2 separate regions of the Rattus norvegicus genome follow, and region 2 is linked to region 1. The links are chromatin contacts, called in public Hi-C maps. All regions are on one chromosome and are shown on one strand. The core of a region is the stretch at or near the end of the contact, and the rest is flanking DNA. Distances in the headings are between cores, read along the strand shown. Region 1 overlaps Iqgap1 (IQ motif containing GTPase activating protein 1). Region 2 holds the start of Iqgap1 (IQ motif containing GTPase activating protein 1).

Region 1 (6,697 bases), core at 3,550-6,049:
GAAGCAGGTGGATCTCTGGGTTTGAGACCAGCCTATTCTACAGAGTGAGTTCCAGAACAACCAGGGCTACATCAAGAAACCCTGTCTTAGGGGAGGAAAGGGGGGAAAAAAAGAAAAGAAAAAGATCCTTCCTTGGGCTGGGGTGTAACTCAGTGGTATCGTGCTTGCCCTAGGTTCCAACCCTAGCACTACAAAGAAGAAAGAAGAAACTCGGGTGTCTTGAGGCAGCTCATCTCCTGCCTTAGGTTTGTTTGTAAGTTGGAGGCTGTACTTACTGTTGACTTTGTTTACATTCCCTTGGATTTCAGCTTGTGTGAGCAGTTCCTCATAAACGTCCCTTTCTCTGTCAGAGTTTTCCGTCTGAGGATGAGTAAAAACAGTAGAGATGAACCCAGGTCTCTGAAGAGCGTGGAGAAGTCTGTGTGTGCTGCTTCCCACCCACCATCACGACAAAGCCAAGAACAAGTCTAAGTATGGAGTCAGACCTTCTGGAAGTGACAAAGTTACATGGCTATACCTAAAAACACAAGACCCAGGTCCCCTTATTACAAACAGTAAGGGGTTCGTGCAGAGCAGAGCCAGGAGCGACAACTCAACTGGGCACTCAAAATGGACCAACTGTACTGCACATGAGTTACATGTCAATAAAATGGCGTTCACAGGCTGGTTTACCAAACATGGAAGAACACAGTCAATTAAAAAGATGTTGCACTTGTACCCTGTTTTTAGCATTTGTCATCTTGTCCTGCTTGGCCTGGTAAAGCACATCCTGGTAGGTGGGAGCCAGCGCTTCTTCAAGATTGACAAGCATGGCATTGGGGTTTTTCAGAGCCGTAAACGTGTCAGCTGCAACTCTGTGATCAATAGCTTCATTAATAGCAATGACAGCAGCGTGTACTAAAAAAAAAAAACAAACAAAGAAACTAAATCAAGACACAGCACACTGAGACTACAGGTGGTAACGGGTACACACTCTACAGACAAAAGGACATTGCGACCAGCCATCACAGAGATGGTAGACCCCTTGCCCAGAGAAAAATCACAAGCAAGGCTGGAGGGCTGGCTGTCCCTCCATCACCGGCCATCTCCTCCTTTGCACACAGCAGGTGGTTCATCTAGAATCCACTGGAATTTTCACCACACTGAATATTCGTAATATACCCTGACCAAGTATATGTGCTAAGAAAAATGTTCACCCTGAACTGTGTAATAAATACCATAAGAGAAAGATCCCTAAAAGGCACCAAAATGCAGGGCGTTTAATAAAATTGTCTTTAATAAAAATGGATAATCTACTTTTAGCCTAAACTATCCATTGATCAAAGCTGCTAGCAGAGCTGCTCCTGCCACCCCAGCACAGCATAGCCACCTTGAGTTATGAAGAGCTCCCTCCTTACATGCAGCCTCATCCACCGAGAGCTCGTTAGCCAGGATGCCCCCTATCTTGCTGAAGGCAGGCATCTGGATCCCGTACTTCTCAAGCTCAATCTTCATGTTGTTGATTTCTTCCTCTGCAGGGAAGAATGAAGACCTAGTCAAGCAAGGTAAGTACCTTTTCATAATTCAAAGGGATAAAATGGCCTCTGCCTCCAATTAAGGATTAAGGAAATACTGTAGGCACTTAGTACTTGCTAGACGACATGTGGTCAATAAATCTGCTCCTTCTATTACCAATAGCATCAAACATAACTGTAAGGCAAAAAGACCCAGGGGCCATAGTTTTTAAGAACTGTACTTCCAGCCCTCCCTGCACTAATCTGCTGATGATCGGAGGCTTTAAGGTAAACTGGGTGACTGAGTCACAATCTGCTATCTCAGTCTCTATTATCCAAACCACTAGCTGCTACTCAGTTTCCTTTCCCGGGCAGAAAGCCAAATGATAATGGAGGCTTTGACCTTTTCCCTGAGTCTGGTGAATGAGTTTCCGGGAAGGAAAAATATTATAGATAAAATACTACCAATTTCAAACTCCACGGCTGAGAAAATAATCACCAGTTGAGAGATCTGACCCTTACTCCTGACCAGTGTTACCACTGTCCAATCTTCCTCCTGGTCTCCATCCCTTCAAGTACCTGACCAGAGCAGACACACAAAATGCTACGGCTTGGACTGTGGCCTAGCCCACAAGGGCCCATGTTACAGGCTCAGTCCACACTGTGGGGTTCTGAGAGGTAGAGCCCTTTAAGAGGCGGGGCTAGGGCTGGAGAGATGGCCCAGTGGTTAAGAGCACTGGGTGCTCTTCCAGGGGTCCTGAGTTTAAATCCCAGCAACCACATGGTGGCTCCCAACCATCTGTAATGAGATCTGATGCCCTCTTCTGGTGTGTCTGAAGATAGCTACAGTGTACTTATATATGATAAATAAATAAGTCTTAAAAAAAAAAAAAAAAAAAGAGGCAGATCTAAGTGGAAAACCCCTAGATCATGGGAGGTGCCATTCTTGGAAAAGGATTGAGGCTATTCTCATAGAACCTTTAATTCTCACAACTAGCTCTCAGAGAAAGCCTGGGCCCACCAAGTCTTCTGGCTCTAGTCTCACAATACAGTCTCTGACGTACAGGCTTCCACCAGGCCACCTGCTACTGTCTGACTCTCCATTTCCAGTCTCCAAAGCTTCTCTCTACAAGGTATTTCATTGTTCTTACGATATACAGGAAATATGGAACAAGAAAGCTTAGACTTTAACATAACTAAACGTGTTTCTGAGTCAACTCATTCTCCAGTCTTGCCCCTTAATTCTTCCCCAACAGGTGCTAGTTATAAAGCTTTTTTAACAACCCGTACACATTTAATGTTAGCTCCACATACCACCATCTTAAGTCTTAATGTCACTATTCTCAAACAACTGACACACAGACAAAAATATGTATAAGAACACGAACTCTACCGCCATCCTCACATAAGCCAAAGAGCAGTTTGCAATTCTCCGGTCCATGCTCTTCCCACACTAAAAGGGTAGTTCATTTATGTTCCTCCCACTTCCTTGTGGGAGCATTTTCTAGAGCCTTCTCCTTTAAGATAGGCACTGTTGAACTTCCCAGGCGATTACCAAATGAGTCATACATTTTCCACAAGCCTCTGGAACTCCTTACCTGTGAAGTCAACCTTTCCATACAGGTCTTGAATCTGAGGAGCCAGGCCCAGTTTGAACAGGTACAAACTAGAAGACACCAATGTGCAAAGAGTGAGGCCTCCTGCCACAGCAACTGTGGCTCAGGTGGAGGGGGGAGCCTGGGAAAAGGAGCACTGAGAAGCGCACCCCCTCCCCCAGCCATGACTGTTACCCCAGCATGCTTTGTGTCACAGTGAGAGGCACAATAGGATGAAAGATTCCCCTTAGACTACAACTTCAGGTCCCAGTTGTGCCCCAAAGTTAATATATGCTGAGCTGCTGGTGTTAATATAAATCGTGTTATAGTAACACGATGTTCGCACAAGTGAGGCATACTTGTATGTTTAGGTGATGAGACATTAAACAAGCCTCATGAAAATGACGCAGACAGCGAGCGGCTCTAGCCTCAGTGGAGTTGCTATCGCTGACACAGAAGCTCGGTTCAGTTAACTAAGAGTTAAAATACAGTACATGCTATTTTATTTATCTTTGTTCTTCAGAGAATAAAAAGCCTCTAGACTCTAAACTCGATGATGGGAAAGACAAATCTCACCAACCCATCTTTCAGAGAGAAATGTCTACAAGTCTATATTGTTTGGTTGATCCTGGAGCTCCAACAGATCAGAATCAATGAATTAGAAGAGATCAGAGGACTCTACAGTGTCTCAGCAAGGCACAGAAACAAACAAACAAAGCATATTAGATGGTGCCTCTGGCATCTGGCCATCAAACCTGAGTTCGATCCCCAGGACCCACTGATGGAAGAACCACTGATTCCTGTAAGCTGTGCCCTGAACTTGACATGCACACCCTTGTGCACTCGCAAAACAAAATCATTTTCAAATAAATCTAAAAGGGTCTTTCACGGTTTTTCAGATAATTATAAACCCCAGTATCTTCCAAAATAACCGTGCCTGTGGATAAATATTCTAGACAATCTGTTGTCCTTACCAGGTTTTAGCAACAAATGAACTCACACTAACTTAAATTCAATTTTCACAACATGAAAGTTTTTTATTTTTCTTAATGTAAGGTGAGGGATAATGGGCCTATTTAACATCAAAATCAGTGGGGTTTTATTTCAGTTTGCTTTGTGGTGGTTGGTGGTGGGGTCTCACTGTGCAGTCCTGGCGGCCTGGAACTCACTATGTAGGCCAGGATGACCTAGAATACTGATCCTTCTAACACCAAGCTAGCATCAGTTCTCAGACGTGTAAAACCTTAGGGGAAGGAAGGAAAGCTCGACTGAGCACCGCCTCGGTGCAGCAACTGCCTGTGGATCAGAGCCAGTAAAGCTCTGGGAACAGGAGGTGCTGAGAGCACAGCTCAGTGGCAGAGAGAGCGCTTGCCTGCCTGGGCCAGGTGTGGGTAAGACTCTAGCACTGAAAGTTGGGGGTTGCGGGGAGCTCTGTATTACTGCTGGTACATACAAAGTCATGAGGTGGGAATCTGTCCTGAGAGCTGTTGTTGAGGCCCCGAGTAGTTAACAGCCTCTTCCTACGTACTATCAAGGGTTGCCAACTTACCTTTCAGGAAAAACAACAAATGAGAGGAAAGAAAGCATTACTCCCAAGTCAGAACACTCGGCTCTGTGTGTGCTTTCTAAGCACCTACTGCATATGCAAGAGGAATGGAGAACAATGGCAGGCTTCCTCCCTTTGTCCTGACCCCATCATCAGGAAGGCATAGCTAACTCCTCATCTATGTTTCAAAGAACTGAGGGCTTGGGACCCAAGCTACATCAGAGGCTACAGAGGGAGCAGAGAGGAATTCTGTCAACTTAGGCTCCGTGCCTGCCAAGTTCAGACAGCCATTGTAGGCATGGCCTTTACAAGGTTATCACTACGGACAGACCTCAGCAAACCACGCCAATCACAATGCTGAGAATTAATCAGGCTTTGGCTCAGACGCAAGCATATGAATTTGTTATGCTCTTAACACAGAGATGTACGAGCTCCCTGCAGTCACTCTTTGCATGCTCACAATGATGCGGGTGATACCAAGGGTCTCGCCCAAGTCTCACAAAAGACCCGAGATGGAGCAGCTCAGTGGCAGAAGGTTTGCTTAGCATGTGTGAGGTCCTGGACTTAACTTGAGATAAAAGGCTTCTTACAGGTACACACACACACACACACACACACACACACACACACACACACACGCACACACACACGCACACACACACGCACGCTATATAGCAAGGGGAATCCAAACAAACAAATGTCACCTTCACATCCCACTTCCTCCTCAACCTTTCTCAGTCCTAGAGCCATGAAGGAATCTGCTAGCATATACTTCCATTCCCAGCTACCAAAATGTACCTCTTCCTTTCCCCACCTCCCTTCAGACTCCTGCTAGTTCAGTACCCTGATGATTCTAAGAAGTGGGAACCTGAAATTAAGTCATTTTCCATGAAATTATGCTTTACCTCCTATCATATTTGTGTTGGTATAGCAATCACTTAATGAACAAATAACAATGGAAGGCCCCAGATGGCTGACTGGAGAAAGGACACCACACCCTGATTAAGATGCAGAATTCAGAGAGGCGCCAGATTAAAAAAAATGAAAGATTATACCATGTTTCTGCAACAATAATATATTATGGAAATAAACAATCCCTTCTCTCTGTTCCCTAGAAAAACACAGGTGTTTCAGTAAGGATAATAGCTTCTATTCCACTTGAAAATCCTGAAGTTGATGTAAAACCTCTTTCATTCTTACAGCACAGACAAAAAAAAAAAAAAAAAAAAATACCCACTGGCCCGAGCAGTTATCCTTAAGTGACTTGTTCTGCTAAGAGGCCCTGGTTACCTGAGGGCGTGGATACAGTAGATACATCTTGGCATGTTCTTCCGGTCGTAGATATCTGTGGTTTCTGGATAAAAAATCTAGGAAGAAATCAAAGAAGTAGACTAAATGGATTGGTTAGAAGAATCTGGAAATGAATAAAGACCTTTACTAAGATAGACCAGAGCTCAGGAAAAGATCTTCAGGGAACACAGCAGTGAGGCTCGTGTTCAGGAGAGTGAGCAGAGCCTCAAGTTCTCTGCAAGGCACAGAGCATATTCCAAAGTGGAAAGAAAACGAGGTCGTTAAGCAGGGTGAAATCAGACGATTGCTATCGAATTCAAAGCCAGACAAGCGAGGACCTGGCAAGTGGGACAAGGATGTACCCTAGCTGTGGAGGGAAGGATAAAGCCGAGCTTAGAGAGCGCACAGCACAGGAGGCAGGACCCAGGCCATGCTGAGGAGAAGCAAGCTGCGGGCCGCAGAGTTGTTGTGATGGTGGATGGATAAAAGAGGCATTTCAGATAAATGAAGAAAGTTTGGGGAAGGACTGGATGATAGGTTAGGGTATCTCCAAACTTCTGAGACTAAGTCAGAAGAACCCTAAGTTCAAGGCTTGCCTGGATGAGCTGAAGGGCAGCCTGGGCAACTCAATGAGAACGTCTCAAAATACAAACCAATGAAGGCTGAGGACACAGCCTGAGGGTAGAGCACTTGCCTAGCTGCCACTAAGGCCTCCCTAGTGCCACTACAAAACAACACAACAAAAGACCCCTAGAAACACAAACACAAACACG
Region 2 (6,712 bases), core at 1,862-4,361, 37 kb after region 1:
CTCCTCGGGCAGCCATACACGGGTTCCAAAAAGCATACACATAAATAAAAGCCAATCTTTTTTAAAGCATACAACATCGGTTCCTTCTCCCAGTCAACTCTCCAATTAGTCCATCTGTACCTCTTTGCTTCTTCCAAATGACAAAGGTACTCATAGGCCACGTTCTGTCGCCTCCTCTCATCCATCTCCTCTGCCGTGAGTCTCTCATTATCCAGGACAGCTAAAACAAGAAGGAAAGAGTGTAAACGCCAAGCACTGTGACTCTCCTCAGAAATAAATGAGAGCCACAGCCATAGATAGATATAGATATATGTATATATCTCTCTATATATATGATATACATATCATATATATATGGTAAGGGGCTGTAGAAACGTGTCAGCAGTTAAGAGCACTTGTTGACCAGGGTTTCTAGCACCTACATGGCCACTCACAAGCATCTGTAATTCTAGTTCAAGAGGAGCCAATGCCGTTTCTGACCTCCCAGGTCACCGGGTATATATGTTGTGCACATGTCTATGCATGCACTCATGCATATAAAATCATGTTTTATGCATCATATGGGAGTCAGGTCACTGGTAAGCTGCCCATGCTCCGATGGACAGTCAAGACATTCATGCACATAGGGGCAGCACTAGTTTGACTTAGTGGGTTTTTTTTGTTGTTGTTGTTTTTGTTTTTTTTGTTTTTTTTTTTACTTTAGAGAGCCTAGGGGGTGGAGAGATGGCTCAACAGTTAAGAGGACTGGCTGTTCTTACAGAGGATCTAGGTTCAATTCCCAGTACCCACAATGAGCTATAACTCCAGTTTCAGGGGACCCGACATTCTCTTCTGGCCTCTGCAGGCACCAGGTACACACATAGTGCACAGACATTATGCATGTTGGCAAATCACCCAAACACATAAATTATTTTTTAAGATGTATTTATTTATTTTATTCATATGAGTGCACTGTTGCTTTCTTCAGACTCACCAGAAAAGGGCATTGGACCCTATTACAGATGGTTGTGAGCCACCACGTGGTTGCTGGGGATTGAACTCAGGACCTCTGGAAGAGCAGTCAGTGCTCTTAACCACTGAGCCATCTCTCCAGCCCCCATAATTTTTTTTTTTTCTTAAAGAAAAAGATGCAGGTGTAATAGCACAAGCCTGTAATCCCAGCACTTGGAAGGCAGAGGCAGGCAGACTTCTGAGTCCAAGGCCAGACTTGTCTTAAACAGCAAGTTGAGGTCAGCTAGAATTATACAGTGAGATACAATCTCAGATAAATCATTGGAGGGGAGGGATAGGAGATAGATATAATCATTTTCATTTTTTATGTTAAAAATTCTCAAGGAACCAAATTTCTAAATGTTTTAAATATATGTACTACCTTTTCTTGTAGCTTCAAGAAGTATCAACTACGTCTGTCCTTGTGAGTCAGAATTAAGATAGAGGGCATCATGCCTTCCCATCTATTGACAATGGAAGCCTGCAACTCCCGGACTAAGCAATTTACACACTTTCTCCCACTCTAGCCCAGAACAATCCTGTGATTACCACTACTCGACAGAAGAGGAAACTGAGGTAGGATGAACTCAGCCCCAGGGCTAATAAAGGGCCCTTTCCGCCCACCTGTCTCCAAGTGTTGCAGCCATCAGCCTCCTCCACAGCCATCCCTAGGGTCGAGGGAATTCCTAACTCCTTGGGAAGACTATAAAGCTATTCTCATGCTAGCGTGGGCTGCTCCTTACCCTTCTCCTCCCCCTTTCCATCCCACCTCTGCCCTGCCACGACACTATGTGTTCCCACACACAGTAACCCTATATTCTCCAGTACCACATTTAGTTTGTCGTGTTCTTGCACACCCTGCCCCACACTGTATCCTTCAACCCTCTGTTCAGAAGTCAGCACCTGGGGGTTGGGGATTAAGCTCAGTGGTAGAGCGCTTGCCTAGCAAGCACAAGGCCCTGGGTTCGGTCCCCAGCTCCGGGAAAAAAAAAAAAAAGTCAGCACCTGTGTTCCCACGGCCTCAAGTCCCTTCTCTTCACCCCCATTACTCTTTATACCTAGTTAGTTCATGCGTCGTTTATCTTTATTGCACCCAATTTTTTTTCTTGGAGCTGAGGACTTGCACTTGCTAGGCAAGCACTCTACCACTGGGCTAAACTCCCAACCCCACTGATTTTATTATCAATCGTCTGTACACCTGTCTCTTTCTCTGACAGTTTCTGAAGGCACTGCTTGATCTTTTTCATCCCTTATTTCACAAACGTGGCACACATTATAACACTATCTAATGCATACCTGGATGTGTTAAAGTATCCTTTAAGAAAACACTTTCCTCAAAACATAAAATCTAAACCCGAGAATCAGAGGGATCCTCTTGTAACTTCAATCCCACGTACAGCTGGTTAATTCACCAATGTTGCAGGGATGGCTACAGAAAATGAGGAAGTGGAGCGGGGGCGATTTCGGTGTGCTTATGTTTTAATTTTACTTTTGAATTGCTGAAGAGAGAACCCAGCAGGAGAGTGTAAGCTGCCTGCCTAAAACTGCGCCTCGCAGCTAGCCTAAGGCTGAGCGGGTCTGCGCCCCGGATCACCCTCGCAGGCAGCAATCCGGGCAGCACCTTCCCACCACGCCCGAGCAGAACCCCTGGGTCCAGTGCCCAGGACACGCCCTGCACAGTCAGTCCTCCTGCCACCTCACCCTAGGCCGTCTTCCCCAATCTCAGTAGAACTAACCGGTGGAGGCTCTGGGTGGGGCTCCCCTGCCGCGGCGCCTAGCGAAGGCTGAGGCCTCCAGGTTTCTACCCGCCGCCTCCGGAGCTCGAGAGGGCTCAGACGCCAACCTTGCTACCAGCCATACAGCCGGCTGCTCTTCCGGGTCTGTGCGGTCCCAAGCCACCCCGCGCACCCGCTCCGCTGAGCCCCTGGGAAAACCTCGCCCTCGCACCCCCAAATACCCCGTACTCACAGCCATAGTGCGGCCGGACCACACCCAGGCCATCGACCTCCTCCGCGGCGGACATGGCGGCCGAGTCCCGGTCTCCGGTGAGGAAGAGCAGAGACCTTGAAGACGCGGGCGACCGTAGCAGCAGCAACTCCTGCCCAGTGCGCGGGCTGTCGCTGTCCTCAAGGCCCCGCCCCGCGCCATCAGCCCCACCCTGCAGGTCCCGCCCCGCAGACCCCGCCCTTGAGTCCACGCCCAGCTGCGCTCCCCAGAGCGAGCGGAAGGGGCGTGGTCACTTTTATAGGACCCGCCCCTGCTAGCTTAGCTCTCCACTTGCGGAAGCGAAGAGGCGGGGCGCTGTAGCAGTCCCCAGGCCCGCTTGGTCGGTTGTCCCGACACTTCCCCGCCTTCACCCTATCTACGGCTCAGACTGAAAAGCCGCCAATGTCTACAGCTTTGAAATCCAAACTTTTTTCGGCGCCTGCCTTTCCTTGACAGCTGAGTTAACCCGCTCTGTACCGCGGCTCTTTTTTTTTTTTTTTTTTTTTTTTTTTTTGGAGCTGGGGACCGAACCCAGGGCCTTGCACTTGCTAGGCAAGCGCTCTACCGCTGAGCTAAATCCCCAACCCCTGTACCGCGGCTCTTTAAAGGAGCCGTTTCAGGTGGCCCAGGGTGTTATTGGACGCAAGTGGGACCCACTGTCAGGAAAGACTCCCATCCCTACTCTGCCATATTATGTCAATCTGGCCTCTGTTCTCCCCAGCAGTGCTAAAGCGTAGAACTGCTCATTCTCTTAAATTGGGGGATGAAGATGCTCAATCAGAAGAGCTATTTATCGCCTCTTTACAATCTGTACTCTTCTTTGCAAGTTCTTACGGGGTATCTTGAACCTATTAAGGATTTCCTTTGCCCTTGTAATCTTTTTTTTTTTTTTTTCTTTTCTTTTTTTCGGAGCTGGGGACCGAACCCAGGGCCTTGTGCTTGCTAGGCAAGCGCTCTACCACTGAGCTAAATCCCCAATCCCTGCCCTTGTAATCCCCAGCCTAGATTACAGAGTGAGACACTGCCTCCAAAAAGTTAAAAAAAAAAACAATAAAAGTTAAAGTCCCGTTCTCAGGACTCTTACGCTCACCATATACAGTTGATGGCTTCTACTCACAATCCAGACAATCTAGAAGCCCCTCAGTAGGTTCAAACCATCTAATGTGCACTTTTGCATCTCCCACAGACACTAAAAACTGTCAAACGTTGGTCCTGTTCCTGCTTCACTCTCTATAAGTGTTCAATCACCAGTCACACACACCCCAGGTTTGCTTCACCTTTTTTTTTTTTTTTTAATTATATATAAGTACACTGTAGCTGTCTTCGGACACACCAGATGAGGGCATCAGATCCCATTACAGATGGTTGTGAGCCACCATGTGGTTGCTGGGAATTGAACTCAGGTCTTCTGGAAGAGCAGACAGTGCTCTTAACTGCTGAGCCATCTCTCCAGCCCCTTCACCTCTATTTCTGAAGCATCTAGTTTTGTTTCTGTCCCTGCCTGTAATTACACTATTTTGATTATCATAATCCTGTTCTCACTTCTGCCAACCAGATGATCATGATTACCAGCAAGTTGTTTAAAAGCACAGAGTTCTTTGTGTGTGTTGGAGGGTGGGGTGGGGGGGACAAGTTTCACTATGTAGTTCTGGCTGTCCTGGAACCCACTAAAGAGGCAAGACTACACTTGGAGATTCACCTGTCTCTGCCTCCTGAGTGCCGGGACTAAAAGCATGTGCCACCATGCCCAGCTTCAGAGTTCTTGTCACAGATATGTTTTCCCTATTACTCCCTTCACAGTTTGCTTTGTGTGCCTTATTTAACATACCAGGCGAGCACCTTTACAACCCAATTTCAGGCTCTTTGTTCCAGCCATTTTCAATTTACTCATTCTTTCCTTACAAACTTTCTTCTTAGTTGGGCATGTTGGGGCACAACTTTAATCCCAGCACCCAGGAAGTAATGGCAGACAGATCTCTGTGAGTTCAAGGCCATCCTGGCCTACATAGTGAGTTCCTGGACAGTCAAAGCTATGTAGAGAGACCCTGTGTCAAGACAAATAAAAATTTAAAAATACACTTTAAAAAAAGATTTACTTATTATTTTATGTGAGTACACTATAGCTGTCTTCAGACACACCAGAAGAGGGTGTCAGATCTCATTACAGATGGTTGTGAGCCACCATGTGGTTGCTGGGAATTGAACTCAGGACCTCTGGAAGAAGAGTCAGTGTTCTTAACCAGTGAGCCATCTCTCCAGCCCTAAAAATACATTTTAAAAACTTTCTTTATATGGTGTTTAGGATATACCCCATGCTCTGACATCTGCTAGTCAATCACTCTGCCACTAAGCTACACCCTCAGCCATGAACTACTAAAGGAAGAAGATACATCACAATGGCGCTGGACCATAACAGTCACCTTAGTACTCTTGGGGTAGAGGCAGGAGATCTCATTGCAAAGTCAAAACCTGGGATAGGCAGGTGAGTACAAGATCCTGTCTTTAAATAAGTAGGAAAAACCTATAAGAGGGCAGGGGATAAAACTCAGAGGCAAAACACCTGCCTAGCATGCATGAGGCCCTAGTTCCATCGAGAGCGACACACACACAAATATGTGAAGGTTTATTATGACTAAGTCTTTTTTTTTCCAGGCTTTTTCCTATTCTGTTTTGTGGGTTTGAGTATATGTGTGGGGGCTGGGGTACTTTTATTAATTTTTAAAGATGGAATCTAGGTATGCTAACTAAGCTTGCCTGGAATTCCTGAGCTCAATCAACCCTCTCCCCTAGGTTCCTGTGCAGTTAGAACTATAGGTTCAGCCATACAACCCAGTGAACCTTTCTCTGGCCTTTAAATTCAACTTACACGATTCATCCTTTGGAGAAGGTCAGCATGGTTTGGTTTGCTTTCGTTGGGTTTGAGAAGGTTGTTTTGGGTTTTTTTTGTTTTGTTTTTTGGTGTTTGGTTTTCGTTGGGGTTTTTTTGTTTGTTTTTTGGTTTTTGGTTTTTGGTTTTTGTTGGGGTTTGTTTGTTTGTTTTTGAGACAGGATTTTTCTGTATAGGCTTGGCTGTCCTGGAACTCACTCTGTAGACCAGGCTCACCTTGAACGTGCCACTACCTCCTGAGTGATGGGAATAAGGGCAGAAGCCACCACTGCCCTGTTGTTCTTGTTTTTGTTTTGGTTTTTTAACAAGTCACTTCTTAAACATTTTTTATTTTATTTTCTGTGGGTTACATTTTCCAATTTTATTTTATGTATGTGAGTGATTTGCCAGCGTGGATGCATGTGTGCCTTGTGGGTGCCAGACACTTGAGGTCAGTGGAAGGTACGGGATCCCCTCAAACTGGAGTTACAGTTGGTTGTCAGCCACCATGTGGGTACTGGGAACCAGACCCAGGTCCCCTTAACTGCTCTTAACTGCTGAGCCATCTCTCCAGCCCCAGTGTATGGGTGCTTTGTCTATACATATGTTTCTGTACCATGTGCATTCCTGGTGCTCTCAGAGGCCAGAGGAAGAAGGTATTAAATCCCCTGGGACTGGAGTTACAGCCAATTGTAATCCATTTGGGGCCTGAGAATCAAACCCTGGCCCTATAGAAGAACAGCCACTGCTTTTTCTCCATCTCTGAGCCATCTATCCAAACATCACAAGTTGCTTTTTAAAAACCAAACAATTTTGGTTACATTCAGTAACTTGGCTACTTCTGTATCTTCAAACTCTTCAAACCTGTAG

The links. Hi-C and Micro-C count contacts between places; a contact is called where the count stands out from the background.
Region 2: a Hi-C map of psoas muscle shows a contact between it and region 1, with 1.5 times the contacts expected there. The contact joins the promoter of Iqgap1 here to the enhancer-like site in region 1. A contact is called at or near these places in 5 of 12 Hi-C or Micro-C datasets (the Rat2 cell line, Schwann cells, frontal cortex and 2 more).

Annotation. Positions count from the first base shown.
Region 1 is chr1:144,136,807-144,143,503 of GRCr8, forward strand. Iqgap1 (IQ motif containing GTPase activating protein 1) reads right to left here. Exons shown (of 38, transcript NM_001108489.1): 5 at 5,925-6,001; 6 at 3,092-3,159; 7 at 1,398-1,511; 8 at 719-897; 9 at 276-360. Among named protein-coding and RNA genes, the nearest start is that of Iqgap1, 39 kb to the right of the region's middle. Within about 2 kb of position 4,800, at least 19 of the 93 cell types and tissues checked have an H3K27ac peak or open chromatin away from gene starts, as enhancers often do.
Region 2 is chr1:144,175,842-144,182,553 of GRCr8, forward strand. It overlaps Iqgap1 (IQ motif containing GTPase activating protein 1), which reads right to left and starts at 3,112. Exons shown (of 38, transcript NM_001108489.1): 1 at 2,959-3,112; 2 at 121-220. The coding sequence starts at 3,013.